2 separate regions of the Zea mays genome follow, and region 2 is linked to region 1. Evidence: chromatin contacts called from public Hi-C data. All regions are on one chromosome and are shown on one strand. Each heading gives the region's core, a stretch centred on a gene start, on an enhancer-like site or on the middle of the called end of the contact. The rest is flanking DNA. Distances are from core to core; before and after follow the strand shown.

Evidence for each region. Hi-C and Micro-C count contacts between places; a contact is called where the count stands out from the background.
Region 2: a Hi-C map of leaf mesophyll shows a contact between it and region 1, with 2.3 times the contacts expected there. The contact joins the promoter of LOC100283445 here to the promoter of LOC100281083 in region 1. A contact is called at or near these places in 5 of 25 Hi-C or Micro-C datasets (ear, leaf, leaf mesophyll and 2 more).

Annotation. Positions count from the first base shown.
Region 1 is chr1:46,519,628-46,524,914 of Zm-B73-REFERENCE-NAM-5.0, forward strand. It overlaps LOC100281083 (40S ribosomal protein S28), which reads right to left and starts at 2,668. Exons shown (of 2, transcript NM_001154002.2): 1 at 2,572-2,668; 2 at 916-1,318. The coding sequence starts at 1,317. The coding sequence ends at 1,120.
Region 2 is chr1:46,684,147-46,689,433 of Zm-B73-REFERENCE-NAM-5.0, forward strand. LOC100283445 (transaminase/ transferase, transferring nitrogenous groups) reads left to right here and starts at 2,071. Exons shown (of 10, transcript NM_001156346.3): 1 at 2,071-2,274; 2 at 2,361-2,446. The coding sequence starts at 2,198.

The DNA.
Region 1 (5,287 bases), core at 1,418-3,917:
CCGTTCAAAGAGAGTTTTTTTTTTTGAAGTGGATGATTTGGTTTATTTGAAGTTACAGGTGAGGATGGCGAGTCTGATCCGTTGTCTGTTCAGGCGGTCGACACTCGGCTATCAAACAAAGGCGCGTACACTCGTATGGAGAGTTCCAGGTACAGTGGTCAGGACAGAACTGCACATTGTTGGAGAACACTCGACTGAGATCTGAGCACTCCCCTGGTTTCTCTTTGCAGCCAAGGACAACTCGACGGCGACGGCCGACTCCCGCGCGATGGCTGCTGGCGACCAACGGAGGCGGCATCTATCCTCGGCGGAGACTGCCGGTGTCGCACTGCCGGTGCTGCTCGTGCCAGAGCTGTCGCATAGCTCATTCTAGACCTCTGCCAAGTGGCACAAATTTTTTTTGCCAAGGTGTGATGTGTCGTTCTAGTACGTGTCAGACAATTTGCTGGTGGTGTTGGTGTAGCTGCACTATTAAATTTCCTGTTGCGCACGGTATTGCCGAACGCATTGTCTAATGTACAACTACCTGATATACAAATGCATGTTGCATTGCACCCGACCTCTTTCTGTGTTCCGTGGGACTCGGGCCACTAGATAGATAGAGGTCCACTAGCTTCATATTCGGTAAAATTGAAACTGAGCTCCCACCAGTTTTAGATCCATCAAAACTAGATTATGATTTGTTTTTTAAGAGGTAATCCATCAGTTTTAGAATCATCAAACCTGGAACATGATTTACTAACTAAAAAACAGTTCATTCTGTTTTTCATTTCTTTCTTCTGTCGCTTTCTCGTCCCATCGCCAGTAGATGGCCGCCTCGCCGTCTGTCGCCCGGGAGCCAGGCCGCGCCTCACCAACGGCCCTTGCCGATACGAAAGCAACAGATGTCAAGAGAATTTACAAGGCTTAAATCTAGTATTCAATGCATGCGTCGTTTTATAGATAATATAGCAAGGATAACCATGTCTCAACACCAATTGCACTTTCAACCAAGATAAACAAAACTGCAATCTTATAACCAGGCTTACTACTCTTAAAACAGGGTCACAGAAGTTCAAACATAGCACAAATTCCAAGACACCAAAGACCATACAAGAGCCCACCAAGAACGCTAGGGCTTCAGCGCAGCCTCCTGGCCTCCCTCTCGGACTCGAGCAGGGTGAGGATGTCACCCTCGCGAACGGGCCCCTTGACATTCCTCATGATGAGCCGGTTCTGGTCATCCAAAAACTTCACTCTGACCTGGGTCACCTGACCCCTGGAGCCGGTCCTGCCCATCACCTTCACCACAACAGCAAGCTTCACCTGGGTGTCCATGCTGCATTAATAGAAAGCATTTGTCAGTAATCAAGGTGAACCATATGCTTTGATCACATAGTTCATTTTAACTGCACTGTCACATGGTTTGTTGCTACTGGAGCTTTGTGAACAGAAACTGACAAACAAATTAACAGGATTACATGCACATGAGAAAACCATGAACACAACACGCACTATCTGGTATCCAGCACATTGTGTTTGTGGTATGAAGAGAAGTTAACTTAAGGGCATGTACAGTGGAGAGACACCAAAACGGTTCTCCAAGCAAAGGAGACAACTAAGAGACTCTATTGTACAATGGAGTGTCTATAAACGTAGTCTATTAATAAATACAGAATTAAATGTATTTGTATAGCATCAGATCGATAGAACAGACGACAAATTCGTACAGTGGGAAGTGAGGCGTCTGTTGTTACTTGGTTTACGAGCCAGAGGCGTCTCTTCACGGAGAGACGGCTCTAAGATTATTTTGCAAATAACCCCCTAAAACACCTTAAGAGCCCCCACATTAAACACCACTGTACATGCCCTAATGCATCATCTAGCACAATGGCAGCGTAAATACTATCACCTTGCTGGCACGAATCCATATTATAAATATTACCATGCATTGGAGAGGTAAAAAGAATGAACTTGAGTGTTTCCGCAATAATGTTTCGTTTACTAGGTTATCAAGCAAAAGCAAGTCAATATTGTCGAGTCACTGAGCTAAGGGATAAGTGTTGGTCAGCATGCTTGTAATGTTCACTCAAGGACCCTCTTAGGTTGTACCACAAAGTAGGATCACAGCAAAAATCGACCCACACGATCACTAGTTTAGCAGTCGCACAACATCCAACATAACAAACGAAGTAATCCGGTGATACTATGCCCAAAACATCGATGTTTAGTTCCACAACACTTGAAATACATATTATTCTAGAACAAATATGAGTTATTCATGATGTTTAAATAGACTAACATACAGATCAGTTTCATTCACGGAGGAATCTAAAACCTAGGATACTCTTCAAGGTTGTACCACATAGTGTCTACGGATCACATCAAAAAGGAAGAACAACACACGAGAATAGTCACACAGCATCAAACAGAAAAAATTTAAAAAATCGAGCTACTAGTCTCATGCATCGCATACTATGTGGAACCAGAACAAGCGCCTAAGACCAGAGGATTCAGAACGCTCACACATGAATCAAGCCATGCAAACAGGAAACGTTTAAGGGGGGATGGATGGAGACAGAAGAGTCGCACCTCTCGCTTCACGCGTGGACGGAAGCCGACGAGCTCTCAGTCACGCAAGGCGAGCTGGGGCGGCGGCGGCGCTAGGACAGAACACTGGATGAGGAAGGAAACCCTAGGTCCGCGTTGGTTCATTTTATAGTAGGCGAGGGTAGAGCGGTTGAGTCGAGACCGCCGTGGACCCGCGCGTTGGGCTAGACCACCCGCATGGTGGAGGTGGGTGGGTCTACAAGAGTGGGCTGGGCCGAGCAGTGGAGCGCAGATGACGGCCTGTTACGGCAAACGAAAGACTGGGGGCCGTGCGCCGGCAGCGGCACAGCAGACGAGCACAAGTGCACAACCCTACACAAATGGCCGCTGTGATTAGATAGACGGAAATGCTTGTTCGATTCCTCCAAGAAAAAAATGTTTGTTTGAACAGGCAGAAGAAATTTGTGTGTTTTGATCTGTCGACATCAGGATTCCTATGGCCAGTTTCAAACACAAAAAAAAATATATTGTGATCAGCCTTGTGCTGATTGGACAAACCAGGAATGAAGTTATTCGACTGACAAAATGCATCAGATGTTCACAAGAAAAAAGCGCCCAAGAAGGATCTTCAACGAGAGGTGCCAGTATGTACTACCTCCGTCTGGTCCCTGGCTCCCTGTAGATGGCGACTCGACTGTCTCCGTCGGTGGCGCATTAGGCAAGTAAGGTCTGTTTGCAAGCACTTAGGTGGTGTTTGGTTCAAAAAATGTAACGCAAATGGTAATGGTAATGGTTTCGGCTCGATTACTGACGGTAACAAATTTGAATAGGCTGGTATCAAATTTTAGTGTGGTATCTGATTACAGTTGGACTAAAACAAACATGATTTAACGTTATCCATTACTCATTACGTTACAAATATGTGAACCAAACGGCACCTAGATTTTAAGAATCTGAACTAGGGATATCATTATACCAATGGCTAGTAGGTGGGTATAGTGTGGGTGGAGCAAACATCCATTCATTTTAATGCTCGGCACATCGAGCCACACCCACACTCATAATGTTTATTGCGTATCTTTACATTTGCACCCATTAGACATCTATTGGGTGATCAACAATTGCAAATAATTAAACAAAAGCACACATACACATGATTTGTCTCCATAGAGTAAAAGTGAAAAAAAAACAGAAAATTGAGATGGAGATGAATAGCTTTAAGGTTGTCTCCATTAGAACGACGGTTGCGGTTGCGGATACTAGTCATTTGTGGGTCCACGACATCGCACAAAAAGAAGTCTGTTTCTAGCAAGATCGCGTGGATCCATTAAATATTAGGTCACGCATGAAAATCAAGCGAGTAGTTTCACTATGCACCATGAGAAGTGGGCTTTTCCGCAACGGATACGAGCTAATGAATATGTGTGATGTGGGTCGAGGTCATGAATTTTACGTGAACTATTGGACGCATGCATAGCAACCGTTTCTTACTTATTTTCCACGTCCACGGCCACATCCGCAAGCTGTTGGAGATAATCTCTGGTAACAATATGCACTTCATGCTAAGGAACAATTACAAACAAACAAACAAAACTAAAAAGAAACCCAAATGCTAGGGTGAAAAGGATGGATACACGGAAGCACATCTAGACAAAACTGTCATTGTTGTCATCTACATTAAGTTAGAGAATCGTCAACTCATTTAAGAACTAATAAAAATACATTTTAATGTAGATTACTAAAATCTATTGGTGTCGCATGACACCACAAAAATGCCCTAGATCTAGTCCTGTGATACATATGTTGTTTGTACAGACCACTTCACTAACTATGTCACTTTTCCAATAATAACATATAAGCTAGTTCTTTGTGTATTATTTCATATGGTTCAATTGAAGAAAGAGAAATATCTTTCGAACAAGAGTTAGTCCAAGAGCTTCCTAGAAAATGACTCATCAAAATCAATTTTAAGGGGCATTTAAAAAATTAGTGGGGTAGATTTTAATACTTTCTCCAACATATCACTTAAAACGGTATATTGTTTCTGTGGAGCCCAAAAACCTCCTCATTCATATCTACAAATGAGGGGGTTTTGTAAGAGTTATAGGCATTTTCCGTATCATTTTAATTCCATAAATTAATATTATGATGATGACATATAAAAGATAATTAATCATGACATCAAATATATCCATAACAATATGTATCATGAGAACATAAAGCATATGAATTATATAAATCATATAAATACGATAAACATGTAAACTGACTGAACAATTGAAAATAAACAGATAGAAACATAAACAGCATGACTGTAAAATTAAAACAGATAGATCTATCATATTATAATAAGACAGAACAGATAAAATAAAATCATTCCTACATATGAAACAACATTGATGAATATATGAAACATATATAAACTGATCATACCCTCCCATGCGCTCTGATGATCCAGATCCTTGGCCAGCTTCTTTTGTCATGTTGGAGATGTTTTGGGCAGTCGCGTAGACGCTTCCCAAAAACCTAATTGTCGATCCCCCGTGCAAGGTCTTGAACGGCACCGGCTTCGGAGGCACCTGCCCTCTCGCTTCTCTGTGCGCGCAAAGTCACGAGATGGAAATACCCTCACTCGGCGGCTGGACTGTGATTCTGAAAGTGTTTTCTCGCGTGTACCGAGTGACAGGGGTGCTCCTCTATTTAACCTCTCGCAGAGGGAAGCTGAAGGAGAAAGGTCTCGCCGAGTCACGCCAAGAGT
Region 2 (5,287 bases), core at 821-3,320, 160 kb after region 1:
TGTTTTTCAACTTTGTGATTTTACCCCTATGAATCATCTAGGCCCCTTAGTTGTGTTTTGGTAATTAGTGACAACTGCTTGTGTACTAACAATTCTTGGAGAAATAAGAATGCAGGATTGGACCACAGAAAACAGGAAAATATTTGAGACGTATAACTATTGGTTGTGCATCGAGTGAAGGCAAAGGTATAACGTAGGTTTTGTTTTTGCCGGGCATCAGGAGTGTATAACTATTAGTAGGCTAGATAGTCGTACTATTAAGAGAGGTCAATAAACTTGATCGATTTAAAACTTAGTGCCTCATGGAGCATAAACTGATGCATTTGCATGAGTATCAACAGTGCTTCAGTTTTCAAAAGTCAAAGTCTTTTATTAAAGCGCAATCTAAATTACTTAGTTATGTGGTCGGTGGACCGTTCGGGCCAGGAGGCCGGACCTTCCGCATGAACCAAGATGAGTTTGGGCAGGGACGGTGTATTTTTGAGTCATTGTACTACGGACTGTCCGGGGTTTTTAGCCGGACAGTATATGGTCCTAGTGTGGATCGTCCGACCATTGTTGGCGGACAGTCCGCCCGTGTTATTCAAATTGGTCAGTGCTCTAGCATTTCATATTAACAGGCCCCGGACCGTCCGGCCTAGGCGGGCGGATCGTCGAGGCTTGACTTTTTCCGACAGCGCTAACATGTTTCAAACGATCTTTATAGCCGTTACTGGTAAGACGGACCGTACACGTGTGCGTAGAACATGTGCTAGTTGCATATAACGACTAGGTTTGTGTTGGGGGCTATAAATAGAAGGGGAGCTTGTGTGTGAGGGCTCTATTGGCCATTTCTAGCACACATTGAGCTCATTTGTGATCACCTAACTCAAACTCTCACACTCGTTGCTTGAGATTGCATTCTAGTGAGTGATTGAGAGGTTCTAGTGCATTTGCATCCATTGTGATCTTTTGAGGCACTAGGTGGTACACCGGGCAAGCATCATCGACTTGTTACTCTTAGAGGTTGCCGCCTCCTAGACGGCTCGGATGTTGTCTCCGTCGAGCTCTCCGCGCAGATTGTGGAGAAGTCACAGTGTTGGTTGTGAGGGGTTCGCGCCCACCTTGTCGGAGCGGCAAAGGTAACACTAGTGGAATCGAGGTATTGAGCGAGTTCTTGACCACTTGGCTGAAAGATCAAATCGTGTCTTGATAGAGGAGCAAGCGAGAGCTTGAATTCCACCTCAACGTGGATTAGGGATGATCGGCAAATCACCGATACCACGAGATAAATTTCGGTGTCATTCTCTCACTCTTTACTCATTACTTGCAAGTAGTTAGTGATCTATCATTTGTAGTATTGATAAAAATTGCTCATCATATTTTGTTAGTCTATCAAAGCTAGAAAATTATATTTCTTGTTGTTTTTATTAAATTTCTCTAGTGTCCTTGTTTTTAGTTGAAAAACCGTCTATTCATCCAACTATAGCCGGTGTCCTAGATCCTACAATCCCTTTGTTCTGAAAGTGAAGCTGCCGTTTAACTCTCTCCCTTAACGTCGTTAGCGAAAATCATAATTAGTGATTAAAACATAAAAATGAGGGGTAAACTCACAATTGAAAGGTGAGAGAAGGGTACAATCACAATTAACCCTGAAAATTTCGACATTTTTAGGGTTAATTGAGATTTTACCCTTCTCCCACCATGCAATTATGATTTTACCTCTTATTTTTTTAATCACTAATTCTGATTTTTCACTAACGGTGTTAAGAGGGAGGACCAAACGATAGCTTCGTTTTCAAAATAAATGAGTAAAATCACAAAGTTGAAAACGAGGGTAAAATCACAATTACAAGATCAGAAAAGGATATAATCACGCTTTTTTTTTAAAATAAATATCGCCACTTCAATTGTCGTGAGAGATGAAAATAAACGAATAATAATGATTGGCAATACTTGCACGGGGCAACCACTGCATGGTTGCCGGGCTTGTGAAAAGCTCACACGACGACTCGGAGTGTGGCCCATAAGGTCCACGGATGAAGGAACTGCCGTCAGTCAAAAGACATCAGGGTAGCCCACGGCCCGCGTAAAAACTCACATCGTTCCCTACACCCTACTCCCTCCGTCAGCCAGCGAAGTTCCTTCAGTCACTCAACACCTTACGTCCCTAGCCATCCTCCGCCGCCTCCGTCTCTGCTTCCCTAGAGCCGTCGCGATGGCAGCAGCCCCTGCCGGTGCCCCTGCAATCACCGCATCCTCCTCCTTTGTTTCTTCGTCTCCGTTCTGTCTCAAGTAGCTGACTCCTCCCTTGTACCCGTCGCAGTATGCGATTTTTGTGTGTTTTCCGATGGATACGTCTAACTGTGACTCGCTTCCAGGGCATCGATGACCAGCCAGCGCCGACCCGCGGGGAGAGTCTCCATCGTCATCCGCTGCGTCAGTAGCCCGCCGGCCGTCGACACATGTACTATCGGTTTCCATCCCGTTAGTAGAAATAAGAAATTCTATGTTTAAGCTCTAGACTCTTGTCTATCCAAAACATTGTTTTGTATTATAGACTGCACTGTTCGCAGAATGAAGTTTGAATATGGGTATGAGTATGGATAAACTGCTGGAGATAGTCTTATGACCCGTTTGGTTGTTCCACAACTTGCCTAAGTTAGTCGGTAAAATTGAAGAACTAACCCTAGATAGAAAAGTTAGACAGACTATGGCAAGTTAGGCAGCGAACCAAATAGGCCCTTAGTTTCTTAGTTTTTATTTTAGACGTCCAATCTAATGCTTCAGATGCTAGTTTAGAATCCGTGGTGGTGGTATTATTGATTGTGATTAGAGATAGCAATCGACACCACCTGATGGGTTTTACCCGATATGAAGGCGGGTATGAGATGATTTCTTTACCTATGGATATGTTAATGGGTAAGAATCTCTACCTGACGGGTAGAAGGGTACAAATACTACCAATACTCGTTTACTCATGGGTAAAATATACCCACATCATACCACTATTACTATCTAATAAGTTCTATCTTAGCTAAAAGAAAATATTTCTCCGGCTATCATTTGTTTAACTATCAATAATCTTATGTTTTTTATACTTGAAGTTGAATTTATTTTTGTGTGTTTGTTTGAAATTTTGAGAGATTGACATATTAGAATTTGATATTTTTCCAGCGGGTATGGGTTACCCGATGTGTAAAATTACCTGTCCAGTTACGGATATAGGTAAGATTCTATACCCGTGACCGAATATGTGGTAACTCGATGGGTAGATTTTTTATAGGTACGAGTTGGAATGATAATACCTGTTGGGTATATATCCGTTGACATCCGTAGTTGTGATACCCTATAGTAGCTTCTAAGGGTGTCATCAGTTGGAAAGTGTGAAACCGTAACCCTGATCCAGGGTTGGGTGTATATTATAGAGAGCGGCGGGCCAAGCCCATTACACTGGGGGTAAACAGGTAAATACAAGAGAGCCCTAGCCTAACCCTAAGGGCTAGTTTGGGAACACTGTTTTTCCAAGGGATTTCAAATTTCCCAAGTGAAAATGAACTAATTTCCCTTGGAAAAATTGTAATCCCTTGGGAAAACGGTGTTCCCAAACTAGCCCTAAACAGGAGTCTAACACCCCCATGCAGTCTCAACACTATCCTGTACAGATGTTGAGACTGGATCGAAACTCAGTGAATACACTCAACGACAGCCTTTGGTGAAGATGTCAACGAACTGCGACGTGGTTAGGACGTTGAGAACGCGAACATCTCCGGCGACGACATGCTTGCGGATGGAGTGAAGGTTGACCTCCACGTGCTTCGCTGATGTTACACGGGATTGGTGAAGAGGTAGACCGCACTTACGTTGTCGCAACGAGGGTGGAGTGCTCGAGAGGGTCGTGGAGCTCCTGAAGAAGATGGTGGAGCCAGTAGGCCTCAGTCACGTTGTTGACCATAGCGCCGTACCCGGCCTCAACGATGGATCGGGATACGACGGGCTGCCGCTTCGAGGCCCAGGAAATGAGGTTGGCGCCCAGGAGCACAGCGTAACCGAAAATGGACCGACGCGTGTTGGGGCTGCCAACCCAGTCAACGTCGGTGTAGACCACGAGCTCCGACGTCGGTGAGGGTCGAAGGAGAAGGCCTAATCGATGGAGCCACGGAGGTAGCGAATAATCCACTTGAGAGCGGTGAGGTGGGGCTCCCGTGGGGTGTGCATGTGAAGGAACACCTGCTAGACAACATAGGTGATGTCGGATCGGGAGAATGTCAGGTACTGGAGAGCGCTGGTGAGGCTCCGGTAGGTCGTCGTGTCGGCATCCGGGGGCATGTCGTCCTCGGAGAGCTTCGCTTGAGTGTTGACGGTTGTAGAGCAGGGCTTGCAGTTGGACATGCCAGCCCGCTCCACGATGTCGAGAGCTGATTGGCGCTGGTGGAGGAAGAAACCCTGAGGTTGCCGCACGACGGTGATCTCGAGGAAGTAGTGGAGAAGCTCCAGGTGCTTCATCGCGAACTCGCGCTGAAGAGCGACGATCGTGCGTTGAAAGAGTAGCATGGGACATTGTGAGCACGATATCGTCGATGTAGAGTAGGAGGTAGACGATGTCGTCGCCATGCCGATGGATGAACAGAGACATGCTCGATTTGGCCTTGACGAAGCCGAGGGAGGCCAAGTAGGAGGAAAAGCGATTGTACCAGGCCGCGACGCCTGCTTGAGGCCGTACAGGGAGCCGTTTAACCGGCAGACCAGATCCAGACGAGTAGAGTCGATGAAGTTGGTGGGCTGGCTGCAGTAGACCTCTCTGTCAGAGTGCAGTGGAGGATGACATTCTTGGTATCGAGTTGAGTTGATGGATCGCCCAATCCCGAGAGAGGGCGAGGGAGAGGACAACCTGAACGGTGGCGAACATGACGACAGGTCTAAAGGTCTTGTCGTAGTCCACTCCGGGGCGTTGAGTGAAACCTCGAAGGACCCAACGAGCCTTGTAGCTGTCGAGCGAGCCATCCGAGGTGAGCTTGTGGCGAAAAAGCCACTTGTCGGTGACCATGTTGGTGCCTGGTGGACGCGGCACTAGGTCCCAAGTGTGGTTACCTAGCAGGGCCGCACACTCCTCATGGTGCGTCGTCAGTGAGGATCGGTGAGAGCGGCGCGAACGGAGGAGGGGGCCCGGGAGGCAGCTGGAGCAGCGTCGGCTGTCAGAACCAGCCGGTCAACGGGGCGAAGACCTCCAGCCGAGCATCGTGTCACCATCGTGTGGACATTGTCGGGGTCACGATGGATGGCGACCGGGTGGTACACCGGCTGCTCG